5 separate regions of the Mus musculus genome follow, and all the other regions are linked to region 5. Evidence: chromatin contacts called from public HiCAR-type and promoter capture Hi-C data. All regions are on one chromosome and are shown on one strand. The core of a region is the stretch at or near the end of the contact, and the rest is flanking DNA. Distances in the headings are between cores, read along the strand shown.

Evidence for each region. HiCAR-type assays count read pairs that join an accessible place to other places. Capture Hi-C pulls out chosen DNA fragments and counts their contacts.
Region 1: a contact with region 5 is called in a promoter capture Hi-C map of adipose tissue, with 4 times the contacts expected there. The contact joins the promoter of Tmx1 here to the promoter of Gpr135 in region 5. A contact is called at or near these places in 3 of 39 promoter capture datasets (liver and pre-B cells) and 1 of 9 other capture datasets (adipose tissue).
Region 2: a HiCAR-type map of astrocytes shows a contact between it and region 5, with 3 times the contacts expected there. The contact joins the promoter of 3110056K07Rik here to the promoter of Gpr135 in region 5. A contact is called at or near these places in 7 of 39 promoter capture datasets (the 3T3-L1 cell line, embryonic stem cells, frontonasal cranial neural crest and 2 more), 3 of 484 Hi-C or Micro-C datasets (CD8 T cells, embryonic stem cells and muscle stem cells) and 3 of 115 datasets of contacts at active chromatin or transcription factors (astrocytes, embryonic stem cells and neural progenitor cells).
Region 3: a promoter capture Hi-C map of adipose tissue shows a contact between it and region 5. The contact joins the promoter of Trmt5 here to the promoter of Gpr135 in region 5. A contact is called at or near these places in 2 of 39 promoter capture datasets (neutrophils and pre-B cells) and 1 of 9 other capture datasets (adipose tissue).
Region 4: a contact with region 5 is called in a HiCAR-type map of astrocytes, with 2.9 times the contacts expected there. The contact joins the promoter of Psma3 here to the promoter of Gpr135 in region 5. A contact is called at or near these places in 4 of 115 datasets of contacts at active chromatin or transcription factors (astrocytes, microglia, pro-B cells and 1 more).

Annotation. Positions count from the first base shown.
Region 1 is chr12:70,451,764-70,454,463 of GRCm38.p6, reverse strand. It overlaps Tmx1 (thioredoxin-related transmembrane protein 1), which reads right to left and starts at 1,310. Exons shown (of 8, transcript NM_028339.1): 1 at 1,144-1,310. The coding sequence starts at 1,295.
Region 2 is chr12:71,014,386-71,017,085 of GRCm38.p6, reverse strand. It overlaps 3110056K07Rik (RIKEN cDNA 3110056K07 gene), which reads left to right and starts at 1,263. Exons shown (of 4, transcript NR_045055.1): 1 at 1,263-1,579; 2 at 2,579-2,630. Arid4a (AT rich interactive domain 4A (RBP1-like)) reads right to left here and starts at 1,119. Exons shown (of 24, transcript NM_001081195.1): 1 at 925-1,119.
Region 3 is chr12:73,285,320-73,288,019 of GRCm38.p6, reverse strand. It overlaps Trmt5 (TRM5 tRNA methyltransferase 5), which reads left to right and starts at 1,309. Exons shown (of 5, transcript NM_029580.3): 1 at 1,309-1,336. The coding sequence starts at 1,332. It overlaps Slc38a6 (solute carrier family 38, member 6), which reads right to left and starts at 1,172. Exons shown (of 16, transcript NM_001037717.3): 1 at 988-1,172. The coding sequence starts at 1,095.
Region 4 is chr12:70,973,198-70,975,897 of GRCm38.p6, reverse strand. Psma3 (proteasome subunit alpha 3) reads right to left here and starts at 1,275. Exons shown (of 11, transcript NM_011184.5): 1 at 1,131-1,275. The coding sequence starts at 1,151.
Region 5 is chr12:72,069,836-72,072,535 of GRCm38.p6, reverse strand. It overlaps Gpr135 (G protein-coupled receptor 135), which reads left to right and starts at 1,435. Exons shown (of 1, transcript NM_181752.2): 1 at 1,435-2,700. The coding sequence starts at 1,545. It overlaps Gm3225 (predicted gene 3225), which reads right to left and starts at 1,362. Exons shown (of 2, transcript NR_168042.1): 1 at 1,116-1,362; 2 at 521-648. It also overlaps a transcript of L3hypdh not described here.

The DNA.
Region 1 (2,700 bases), core at 61-2,560, 1.6 Mb after region 5:
ACCTCTTCCTTAGTGTACAGCCCTAAACACAATCACAACATAGGCAAACACCAGAATCTTGCTTAAGGGTTGCTAACAACGCTTGCATATATTTACTCTTGAAGCCCAACAAAGCTACTATGACAGCATCTGAACAGGCCAATCGGTAAAGCAGGGGATGGGAGTGGTTATCTACTATAAGGAATTATGTAGAATAATTACCCACCCCAAAACATATGTAAAGATACTGGGTAGTGTCAGTAAACAATGACCATTCAATGGTGGTGCTTTCGCCACATCAATAATGCCGTATCAGGAACACTGTCAATTAACCATTCCACTAATTTATCATCTAAGACAAAGGCCAAAGGTAGTTTATTTCCTACAGCAGCAGGACGGCGGACACTGTTGAAGTAGAATTATCACACAAGATAAGTGATTTTGTTTGAATAGTAAATGATGAACTGGAGTATTTAAAGGGCCTATCAATAATCATACTAATGCATGTGCAATACCATTCGCAGGCCTGTAAATCACAATTCAAGCCATTCTCTAAATTGCAAACGCACCGGTCAAGGAAAAATGAGGTTCATATCAAAAGAAATGAATGTAGGCAAGAAGAAAAAAAAAGAAAATAAAGATTTTAATATATTCCCATTTATTTGGCATTTACAATTTAAAAAAACTAACTCACAAAATAAAAATAAATAAAGAGCTCAAAATTCAGGCATTACAAATACCAATTTCCGAATAAACATAGCAATTTCCGAATGACAGGTTAAAAGCAAGATTTTGTTCAATATCAACTTTTGTAAAAATTTGGAGACTTAAAGTCTGGATGTCTACAAAAGATCACTAAAAGTCTATAGAAACAGCCAAGACCTCCATCGCAACCCAATCCCACCCTCAAATCCGCTAGTCTGTTCCAGAGAATTCGATGTAGCTCGTAATCCTTTAATCGCACCACAGTGCTTAGCAACGACGAGGCTCAGTGCACGCTTAGATAGAAAAGTAATATTCCCGGTTAGGAAATGACCCTGGAGCTGGGGGCGGCAAAGGCTGGGACCTCAAGACCTGGCCGAGGAAGATGGGCTGGTCAGGTGTCCAGCTTGAGGGACGGGGCGGCGGAGGCCACCGCCACCCAGACAAGCGCCCCGCACTCACAATTCTATCATCCACTCTCCTTCCAGCAACGACGTCCAGTTCTCATCGGTGAGGACGCGCACGTTATTCCGCCGTCCGTGGGCCCCAGGGACCGCCCAGAGCAGCAGGACCAGAGCTGCCAGGGGAACCATAAGACGCCCCAAGTGCGCCATGTCAGCCGCTCACCCAGCCTCAGCGCGTTCCCGCTCCACCTCCCCGCCGCAGCTCCACTTCCGCTCTGGCGGCCGCTCCGCTCATGCGCACAAGGAGCCAGCCAGGCGCGCGAGCCCCACCCACTCCCCGCCAGCAACTCAGTGCGCATGTCCGGGCCCTGTTCCTCCTGCGGGAGATGGAGAGGGAAAGCGGGAAATGCGTCTATCTCGGAGCTCACGACTGAAGAGGCGCTTGCCGGCTGTGGTCCCTCGAAAAGCCCTAGAAGGGGCGGTAGGCGGAGGGATCAGGGTGATGCTCTAGAGATGAGTGACCCTGTCGTGCCCACCAGTGCCTAGTAAGGTCACTATGACAGTTTTCTCAGGAACTTTCCCCTTTCAAAATATCACCAGTTAGACGAATGTAGGAGGAGGTCACCAGCCCCTTTACCCTGGCCCTAGGCAAACAGGCATCTACTTTTTGTCCTGGCTACTTTACTAATTGAATCTTGTGTTGTCCCTGTTGACTGACTTATTTTAACTCTTTAAGCATGAGTCCCCGAATTTCCTCTAACACATTCGTAATGAGGCTTTGTCACCCCCTGGCTCTCCGAGGTAGTTTTTATTGCCTGTTCTTTGCTTTCCTGTATATGGGTTATATTTTCCTGTCTTTGCACAACTCAAAAATCTCTTCTTGGAAACTAGGGTTTTAGGGTCTGTAATTCTAGATGTTGATTCCCCTTGTGGCTCTCCATCTTCTGTTCCTCTTGTTGTTTGATTGTTTAGTGAGTTGGCAAGGCAATTCTAGTGAAGTCTGTTTCTCAGAGATTACAGCCCTGGGTGGGTCATCTGGGCGATAGTGGTTTTAGCAGGGCTCATTCCATATCACTTTTTGGGATGTGTTTGCCTCACTTATTTCCAGCTGTAATATTACATGAAGTGCTCACCGATAACTTGTTTTTGTTTTGTTTTAATTCTCAGAGCATACATTGTTCCACAGCCTAATACATTTTGGCAGATGGTTTTGAGGTCAGTGGTTGAAATTTATTTTAAGCCCAGGATGATTCTTCACTGTCTCTTTTCTTAGGTCTCTCTGGTGAACTAAGTGGCTTATGCACTGGCATCTTGTTCTTACTTAAGGAAAACTTTTTTTATTTTTTTGGAGTGACTTTAGGCCTGACCGTTTCTCCATACTCTTATTTAATAAAGTCATTTCTTTGGGGAGAGTTCAGAACTGACTCTCCTGGGCACAAGCAGCCTCAGTCATTATTCTAGGTGCAGTGTAGACCAGCAGGATCTACTTTTCTGGACTTCTAGTGGTGTATAGTCTTTATCACTTGAACAAAAAGGTTGAGGGGGTGTCTGGAGATTTCTCAGTCTGCTGTACCCAGCGCTTTCACTGTGCATGTCATGTCCTTGTGACCTGCAC
Region 2 (2,700 bases), core at 14-2,513, 1.1 Mb after region 5:
GCCAAAGCAGGGAAAAGAGAGGCAGAGGATCAGTCCAAGGCGGGGTGAGACCCGGAAAGAAAGTAAACAAATGCAGGCGGGGAGGGGCCGAGCTCCGCGGCCCCCGGGACAGACCCCCGTCGGGCAGCCAAAGCCTGGCGGGCAGTGAGCCCCACGCGCGCCAAAGGGCAGCGCGTCCCGCCCCTGCCCGGCCGGCCGGCCCACCGCGCCCCCGCCTCGTCGGCCACTCGCAGCCCCCTGCGCCCCGGCCTCCCGGGTCCGCGCCCCGCCGGGCCCCGACTCTAGCGCGCGCCCCGCCTCCGCCGCTCGGCCCCCTTGGCCCGCCCCGGCCCGGCCCGCGGCGGCGGCAACGGAGTGTCACGGCGCCATTGCTCTCCTGCCTCCGCTCTGCACCATGTCAGGAAGGAGAAGCGCTCCTTCACCCGGGGGGCAGGGGCGGCGGCCTGCGGCGGCGGCCGGCGCGGGGGGACCCGGCGGGGGAGGCGCGGGGCGGGGAGGCGGCAGGACAGGGTGTGGGAGGGGAGCGAGCCGCACCGCCGCAGCGGCCGTCTCCTCCCGCGCCCGCCTCAACTTTTTGTACAGCCCGGAGAGGCGCGGGCACCCCGATCTCCGCGGTCCAGCAGCGGGTCCTCGCCAAAGAAGCACAGCAGAGTTGGGGGCCGGTTCTCCCGGCAGCCCGCTCCTCCAAAGCAAACTTAGCGGCGCGGCCAGCCCCACAGCCATTTTCCCGGGGAGGCGGCGGAGGCGGTCGTGCCCGCAGTTGCCGCCGCGACTCCAGGACCCGATCGCTGCCCGGCGCCCCGGGCACAGCCCGCCCTGCATCCCCCTCTCAGCCTGCGGAGCTCCCAACTGCACCGGGACCCCATCGCGGCAGCAGCTGCTCCCGCCGCTTTGCCCATTCAGCGGCCCCCGCTGACTACCTACCTACTGCGGGTGCAGAGCGCTGTCAGCTCTCCAGTCTGCCGCCCCACTGATCGCCGTGGGTCCCCGTCCGGGCAGCACCGCTCCCGGCCGCAGCGGCAGTTCCTGCGCCGGGTTCCCCCACTCGCCCCGATTTACTGCCACAATCCACCAAATAACAAGCTGTTGAGCAGACTCGCTTCTACACGAACTCCTATTGGCTGCTCATGACGCCGAATAGCTTCGGATTGGAGCTCGCTGTCTGCCTTTCTCATTGGATGTAGCTGGGAAACTTCCATGATTGGTGCGGAAAACAGCAGGTAGGATAGCTTCCACTTCTGATTGGCTGTATCCGAACACGCACGTTATTGGAGGATAGAGGATTGAGTAAGAGAGCCCAAAAATTTGATTGGAGGAGCCGACTCCGGATGTGCTTGACTGAACACTGATTGGAGAACAAGGGGTCAGGAAGAGCAGTTCCGCACGAGGATTGGGCGGTGGCGTGTCCCATGGAAACGGAATCCAGAACTGCAGCCAGGGTTTTTCACGGGGGCGGAGCCGGCTCTTCCCCAGGCGCCTGCGCCTAACCGGTTCCCCGGCGCCATTTTGTCCCGGCAGCAGCAGCCCGCAGCTCTATCCCATTTTCTGTGTCTGGAGGGAAGGACGCGGACTCTCTCGGGTAGGTTTATTTCAGTGTGGCACCGGCTTACCCTTCCCTCCAGGACAACGCCTAGCGAAGGGTGGAGGAGTCACGGAGTCGTCCGAGAGGTCTGTCGGAGGCTCCCGGTGTCGGGTGGCCTCGGGGGTGGCGCAGCGCTGGGAGCACCGGAAGCGAGGGCGGCCATGGGAGCCGCTGTCCGCCGGCGGCGGAGCGTGGCTGGGGGGGCGTGGAGGAAGGGGGCGAGGTCGGGGGCGCACGTGTAGGTGAGTAAGCGGCCCTTTGCGCCCCTTCACTCGGGATGGCGGGATTTTACTGACACCCCCCCCCCTTCCTCCCGGCATAGCTCTGTCTCCCTTTGACATTGCATTTCGGAAGCTGGGTTGCGGTCTGCAGACACCAGGGGCCCAAGGTGGCAGCCACCTTGGTAAAAGACGGAGGAGGTGTGGTTTCTAGAAACGTCTTGCGTGGGGAAGAAGAGTTATTTCCTCCAACTGTGAAGCTTGGAGGAAACGTGGAAGCCCCGGCTTTCGGAATGCTGAGGAATGTGCCTGCCAGGACAGACGCTGCTGCCACTATGACCTTAGACAAGCGACTCTTGTCACTGCATGAGGCGAATACTATACTATTTTTTCGAAGAAAGTATTAATGCTTCAGGAAGGAACGACAGTTTCTTAGATGAAAGGGTTTTCTGGACCAGATAGACATGGATTCTGTCGTCAGCACATTGTCTTGTTAAATGACACAAAACTTAACAATTGGGCAACAGCTTATGCCCTAAATTAAAATGTGAAATGTTAACCCCAGTAAATTGCACAGTTGAGTACGTCTGAACTAACGCCATATCAACTAGTTAATATTTGTTGTTTTTGTTTTTTCAAAATTTGTTAAGATTGTGAAGTGTATTTTGGTAGTTTTACTAAGTCATGTCTATCTTTTTAAAATCTGCTTAGTTTTGGTGATGCACAAAACTAGAAAATGGTTGAGTAAACAGTTGAGGATTTTTGTTTGTTTTTCTAGAGTTGTGCTGAAGACAACAGACACCTCCATGACAACCCAAAGTATCACAGAGGTGAGTCCTGTGTCTTTTGAAATCTTGTGACTTGGGACAGGTGTGTGCTGAGATTTTCTGTAGACTAGAG
Region 3 (2,700 bases), core at 60-2,559, 1.2 Mb before region 5:
AGATGAAATAAGCCCTTCCCTTCCCAAGTTGCTTTCCGTCATAGGAGTTATTACCCCAAGGAAAAGCACATTTGGACATAACACTTGTTCCTTTCCCTCCGTTCTGACCTATTGGTGCAACTCAAGGAAACGAGTCTTCCAGGAAAATTACTTCCTCCCATGCAGGGCCCAGCTGGCTTCAGTGGGAGCCACAGCCTTGTGACTTCAAGAGATCAAGATAGGGTGGAGACAGAGGAGGAACGGGCCTCAGTCACGTGCTTCCTGAAGAATCCCAGTGTCAGCATGGAACTTCTGTCCCTAACTCTTCTTCCTCAAGTACGAGGACCGCAATAAACTAACCTTTTGTTTATATGCCTAATGAATTAAGTCGATTAGCAGGAATATCTTACAGGGACAACATAAACCAAACCATCAGCTGTTACAGTCCAGGGATTCATAAAAAGTGGAGTGGCAGGACTGGAAAGCAGCTCTGAGTTAGGGAGTTTTTCTAGCATGCCCAAGGCCCTCCTAGGCTGGACATTCAAGACCGAAGAGGCTCCGGGGCCCCCGGGCACACACAGCCCACTACACCGGCTTTAGGTTAAGGACGAGCAATGTGCACATTACCAGAGACCTCTCCTCATCTTCACTTACAGGGACTTGAGTATTAAAGTGCCTATAGCTCATCTTTCCCTTGGCCCCATGATTAAATCCAGAAAAGAAACATCGTGTGATGTTCTTGCAAGACCTCACAAGGCTAGAGGAGACAGAGGCGACAATGACACAAAGCAATGGTGAGTCACAAAACCGAGGCTCATCCCGCTGGTGTTCCAAGCCTCTCACTATTGACTGAGTGCTCCATGCTGCTGCCACATTCCAAACTCGCCTGGGGTCAGTGGTTCGGGCCCCACCCCAGGGTCAGTCCCCTGCAGTCCAAGGCTCCTCTTGCAAGCCCTGAAAGATACCGAAGCGCACAGGAACCCAGCGCAGCCAGTAAAGCCCACTTACGTTGCTTAGCAACGGACTCCACTCGTCTGCAGCCACCGCCTCCTCTGGCTGCTGGGCAGAGACGTACCAGCCTGGCTCCGCTTGGATGCTGTGCCGGGACGCCTGCATGGTGCTCCGCGACCGACTGCTAAGTAAATCACGGAGCCGCTTCCCCTAACCCCAAGCGCCCCGGCTGAGCGGCTTCAGAGGCGGAGCTACGGGCTTGGCCCTTCCGGGCTCTCGTAGCAAATCGCGGGCCCGGAAGAGAGGTGCGAGTCCACAGGGTCGGACTCTACGCTGCCTTCGCGGCCAGCAGTGATGACGTCACCAGCCTCCGACGCCCTATTTCCGAGCTGCACCAGAGCATGAGGTGAGGGGTTCGGGTCTGAAGCCGGCCTCGGGTGACGCTGGCCCTGGAAAGGTGCAGCTGGTGAGGGGGCAGTAGTGTCCCGGGTGATGTAGAAAACCTGACGGTACCGCGGCGGGACTCGTGCTCTTCTTTCTTGCCCAATGAGCGCAAAAAGGCCACCAGGTCATTCATCTCCTTGTCCACCGGCCGCTAAGCCGAGGCCGGAGCCCTTGGGTAGGGGGCTGGTCAAATGCATGGTGAGGGCTGATGCACCCAGTGGTAGGATTGGATAGCATGAGAAGTGCCGGGATTAGGTTCCCATTACCACAAAAATCTTTTCATAGTTTAAACCACATATTACAGATGGAAAACGGACGCCTACATTTACTTCAAACAACACAGTAAAGCCTTGTCAAAATACTGAAGCTTTTAGTTATAGGCATGGCATATGGCAGTACACTATGATAGACATCCTAACAGTATACTAAGGTCATATGGGAAGGGACAAATCTCATGTATCCAGACCAACCTGGAGGATGACTTTAATTTCTGATCTGCTTTCTGAGTGCCTGCACCACTGTGCCCAGGCTATGTAGTGCTGAAAGCCCATGAATTTGCTTGTGCTTGCTAGGTACACTTCTAGCTAAACTGTATCCCCAGCTTTCAGGTCATTTTTAACCAAGCTTTTGTTTTTTTTTTTGTTTGTTTGTTTGTTTGTTTGTTTTTGAGGTCTGGTCTCAAATGCATCCCAGGCTGGCCTTGAACTTTTAATCCTCCTATTTCCTCATGCTGAGATTACAGGTAGGCACCACCATGCCTGATATTATGTGCTGTTAGGGATGACCCCAGGACCTCATGCGTGCTAGGCAAGCTTTCTACCAGTGAGCTACATTTTAAGACCTTAATGAACGTTTAAGCCTTGCCAAGCCACTTAGCAGCCACATAACTTTGGGTGATTAACTTACCCCTTAGCTTACAAACTTCATAACACAGCTTCTGATACAACAGCCCGTTGAATAAATAAAATAAGATCTCCTAAGAATATCCCAGTAAGTATTACCATTGGTGGCATCACATATAGTGATCATTTCATTTAGAGATGACCCTTAACTCAAATTTCATACTTCCTATTCTATGTGTATTCTGTCGAAATTTGTGAGCAGAGTTCTTTGGGTATAGGGAGATTGCTAGACCACTAATTTTTCTGTTATAGGGGCAAATAGACTGAAAATGCAAATGTATTATTTACCAGGGACAGTGATCATTCTAACCTGCAAGAGAGACTGCCCTCCCTTGCCATCCAAACCTTTTGTCAGCACTTGGCAGGTGACTTGAAAGATAATTTATATTTTCATCCTCAAAAGCCATTGTGAATGTGTTCACAT
Region 4 (2,700 bases), core at 26-2,525, 1.1 Mb after region 5:
AGGATAACATTACTACAACTGCAAAGCCAATTTGCTGAGACATATTATTGAGCACTTATCCCAAAAGTATTACATAGTATTAATATCTTGTAACCACTTAATTCTAAGCATAAGAACACAGTATGCGAGTTTAATTCTGAGCAGCAAATCTTATTTTGTTTGTGTGTGTGTGTGTGTGTGTGTGTGTGCGCGCGCGCGTGTTTTGTTTTAAAGACAGGGTCTCTTTACATAGTCCTGGCTGTCCTGGAACTCATTAAGTAGACCAGGCTGGCCTCGAACTCAGAGATCCTCCTACCTCTACCTCCCAAGTGCTAGGATTAAAGGGGTGCACCACACTTGGTGAGCATCAAAATAATGGGGGAAACAAGGATAACCAAGAAACGCATTATTCATTCATTACCTCTACTGCAAATAATCGAGACTGTTAAGTAGTTCTATATGGAGACAAAGGAAAGGTGGGGTAAATCGCTGCACACACTGGGTGTATTTAGCCCCAACAAATTAAAGTCCAGCTCGCAAATCCTCAATACTCCTTACAAATCGGAGGCGCTTAGGCCCATAGATAACCCTTTAAATGCTTACAGACTCGCTTAAAATAGCTTGTTCGCGAAAAGCAGAACGCAAAGGAAAGGCAAGGACTCATGAGATCCAGCCTTTCTTCTAGGTGGTGTCCCGTTTCCAGGGAACGTCCACTAACTAGGTTCCGTCCGGGAAGCCCGGGCAGGCCTGTGAGTCAGCAGCACCGCAGCACACAGCTCCGCAGCACCTGCATGGGCCGGCGGCGGCCGCACGACGCACTCGGCGATCCGGCCGAGGCATTGCGACCAGCAGGGGCTTGCAAGGGGCCGTTCGAGGGTCGAGCCGGGGAGCTCGCACTGCGGCAGGCCCGCGAGTCTCCACTTTCAGTTTCCTTAAGCATGAGACTAAAGTGACTCAGCACCCGGGGCTGTCGCTGCACGGGGGCGGACAGGACCGGCCCGAACCGCCGCGGGAGCCGGGGTCACCGAGACAGAGGCCGCGGGTCCCCAGGACTCGGGCAGCGCCGGGGATCCAGCGGCCCTCCGAGCCGCAGCCGGGCTTCCTCACTGCCTTCAACCCCGAACTGGAAGAGACGGCGCGGAGAGACTCACCCCAGTGCCGATGGAGCTCATGGTGCTGACCCGGCAGGCCGCGGAACGCTTCCAGGCCTCAAGCGCCGCTCCTACGCCGCACACGGCGCAGGCTAGTAACAGGCTCGCCCATTGGCTGCGCTCTCCACCAATAGCCTTTCCTCTTGCGGCTTGTTCCGTGGGCTGGGACGAAAACTGTAGGGGGAAAAAAAAAAAAAAAAAAAAGCAGAGAGCGCGCGTGCGCAGAAACCATAGAGGCGGTTCCCTGGAGAAGTTGCTACTGTGTCAACTGAAACTGGTATTGGAAGAGCTAAGGTCAGAGCCTAGTTCCTAATAGTCCTAAGTAGCTAATAATCCTAAGGAGGACAGGCTTGGGCACCTGTCCTCTGTAGCCCACACAGACAGGAATTCTTAAAAGTCGGGGAAGGAAAAACCCACCTTAGGAAAAGGAACAAAGCCGGGCGTGGTGGCGCATGCCTTTAATCCCAGCACTCGGGAGGCAGAGGCAGGCGGATTTCTGAGTTCGAGGCCAGCCTGGTCTACAAAGTGAGTTCCAGGACAGCCAGGACTACACAGAGAAACCCTGTCTCAAAAACACCAAAAAAAAAAAAAAAAAAAAAAAAAAAAAAGGAAAAGGAACAAAAGGAGGCAATTGACCCCCCCATCCTCCGACCAAGTTCATCATCAGAGTCCGAACATGACGTTTGGTTCAACTGCTGTGCATAACTAAGCAGCCTCGGTCAAGGTGTGATACCTTTTCCATCATGGTTTCAACTTTAGCCTCTCCTGCAAGGTGGTGTGAAATCTATGTGTGAGAGAAAGCTGTCCCTCTGGCTGGAACCAGGCAGGCTTCAGCCTTCTTTCACCCAGCATGTAATTCCTGGAGAAGTTCCAGTTTCTTGGAGTCTTATCAAAAAGAGGAGCACAAGAGCTTCTTTAGAATATCTTCATTCCTACTAGGAAGATTATGAGACTTAGCGTTAGGAAAGGCTAAGGTGGCTTGGGGGACTCCAGTTGCTCGGCTCATTCTAACAACTATCAGGTTATGATCTTAAGTATTAAGTGGAGGGAGGGCAACAGATAAATCAAAGGAGTGGGCATGGAACCTGACCTAGTGGTGGGTGGATTTTAAATCCCAATTGTAAATACAACGTTAGAAATATTTTTATTTAAAAAAATATATCTGAGCCGAGCGTGGTGGCACACGCCTTTAATCCCAGTACTCGGGAGGCAGAGGCAGGCGGATTTCTGAGTTCGAGGTCAATCTGGTCTACAAAGTGAGTTCCAGGACAGCCAGGGCTATACAGAAAAACCCTGTCTCAAAAAAACAAAATAAATAAATATCTGGAGACTTTTATTTTATATAGCTAGAAAATATTTTCCAGCAGGGTGATGCAGAAGGCAGGGACGGGAGGCCAGCTTGCAATATAAGAGCCCTGTCTAAAAAGAAAACAAAACAAACATCAATAAAAACACATTTTTAAAAACCCACTATCAATCAACTTTATTTTGGTTCGTTGTTTTGTTGAAGCAGTCTCAAGTATCTTAGGCTGGCCAAAGATGGCACTGAACTCCTAATCTTTCAGCCTCT
Region 5 (2,700 bases), core at 186-2,685:
ATCATCAAGGTGGGAACATGGCATCATCCAGGCAGGCATGGTGCAGGAGGAGCTGAGAGTTCTACATCTTCATCTGAAGGCCACTAGGATAAAACTAACTTCCAGGCAGCTTAAAGCCAACACCCATAGTGACTCAGTTCCTCCAACAAGGCCACACCTCCAAATAGTGCCATTCCCTGGGCCAAGCATATTCGAACTACCACACCTCCATAACATTCAGTCTCCACAGTACAGCACATAAATGCTGTCCCGTGAAAACCTTACACATCTCCCATTTACCACCTCCCACACCACTTGCATGGAGCCTGGAATTCAGACACTGTCACCTTCAGGGTTAACCTCTTGCCACCACGTTTGCATTCACTGTATCTCTTCTTCCTTCTCCTCCTCTGCTCCCCACCCCCACCCGGACCCCAATAGTCCAATGTGGTTTGGCATAAAAAGTTTTTATCTACTCCTCTAGCAACGATCTCCATTGAATTTCCTATTAAAATAAAACACTCATCTTGTAATGTATTTGTGTTTTCCTAAGACTTAAAGTCTTATGGGGCAGGGTCTTTTATTTGCTGTTTATTTGGGTTGTTGCAGCTGCTGCCATCCAATGGTGGATACAAAAATACTGTCAATCATCCTCGAATGGAACAGCCCCTACCAACAAAGAACACAAACGTGATGATCTAGCCCAGACGCTGTAAGGCTGATTCTGAGAAACCTTTAAATGCACTTAACTAGTTACCATCCAAAGCCCCGGCCCTTGAACAGTAATGACATCTTCCTTCCTAGATCCACATTCCAGTCCTTGAGAACACCTGTTCAGAAACAGGCTTAAGCGGGAAGCCCAACCTCAGGAATGTTCAATGTGAGCAAGGAGTCTACTGAAACAAATTTGTTCCAGCAGTGATTTTCCAAATGTGGCCCTTGGATCATCATCATCCTCACTATCAATATGAATTCTTGGTACTCATCCCAGAGCTACATTGTCTGAAACTGAGATTAGAACCTAGTCGCTTGTAGCATGACTGATTCTGTTGCCCACTCAAAATGCAGAGGTACTAGAATACCCCACCCCTACCATGTTCAAGATCTCCAGGTGTGGACTCTTTTTCCTTTCCTACCTGTGGAGGCCAGAGACGCCCACAGCAGCATCCCCTCCCCACCAGGGCATCTGTGCTGGACAGGAAGGAGCAAGAGCGCCTCAGCTGAATCTGCCATTCGTTTGCGGGGTGGTCTGGCTTTCTCCGGCCTGCCGGGGTGCCAGAGGTGAACCATGCCTTCTCTCAGACTAGCAGACCCGTGGCTTGGTCACCCTCAGGCTGGGAAAGGAGATAAGGTGGGCCGGCTCTCCTGGGGTACACCGCTAGCGTCCCGCCCCGCGTTCCTGCGTAAATAGGCGGTTCCCTCGGCAACGCCTAGAACCCACGTCAAGGTTCCACCAGTCCCGAGTGGTGACCGAGTCCCACCCACTCCCCGCAGCTGCCGTTCTGGTCCGCACAACCTTTCACCCTGCTGCGGGATGAGCAGAGCGGCGGCCTGCGTGGAACCCCATGGAGGAGCAGGCGCGGCCGCCTGGCCGCCCGGCCGCGAGTGCAACCTTGCAGGGTAGCGCGCATCCGGGAGGGGCGGCTTCCACGGCCACTGCAGCCGCGCTGTCGTTCAGCTCCGTAGCCACGGTAACGCTGGGAAACCAAAGCGATGCGGGCAGGCCGGAGGCAGCGGGGTCTCGGGGACCCGCACCGCTGCTATGGCACGGGGCAGCGGTGGCCGCCCAGGCGCTCGTGCTCCTGCTCATCTTCTTGCTGTCTAGCCTGGGCAACTGCGCGGTGATGGGGGTGATCGTGAAGCATCGGCAGCTGCGCACGGTCACAAACGCCTTCATCCTGTCGCTGTCCCTGTCGGACCTGCTCACTGCGCTGCTCTGCCTACCCGCCGCCTTCCTCGATCTATTCGCGCCTCCCGGAGACTCTGGGCCCTGGCGCAGCTTCTGCGCAGCCAGCCGCTTCTTCAGTTCGTGTTTCGGAATCGTATCCACGTTCAGCGTGGCGCTCATCTCGCTGGACCGCTACTGCGCCATCGTGCGGCCGCCGCGGGACAAGCTGGGCCGGCGGCGCGCGCTGCAGCTGCTGGCAGGAGCGTGGTTGGCTGCGCTGGGCTTCTCCCTGCCCTGGGACCTGCTCAGGGCACCCCGGGAGCCCCCCGCTCCGCAGAGCTTCCACCGCTGCCTTTACAGAACCTCCCCAGACCCTGCGCAGCTGGGCGTCGCCTACAGCGTGGGACTGGTGGTGGCTTGCTACTTGCTGCCCTTCCTACTGATGTGTTTCTGCCGCTACCACATCTGCAAGACCGTGCGCCTGTCGGACGTGCGCGTGCGGCCGATGACCACTTACGCGCGCGTGCTGCGCTTCTTCAGCGAGGTGCGCACAGCCACCACCGTGCTCATCATGATTATCTTTGTCATGTGCTGCTGGGGTCCCTACTGCTTCCTGGTGCTGCTGGCCGCGACCCGGCAGGGTCAGGCCACGCAGGCTCCCTCGCTGCTCAATGTGGCGGCTGTTTGGCTGACCTGGGCCAATGGGGCTATCAACCCGGTCATATATGCCATCCGCAACCCCAACATTTCCATGCTCCTAGGACGCAACCGCGAAGAAGGGTACAGGACTAGAAACATGGATGCTTTTTTGCCTAGCCAAGGCCTAGGTTTTC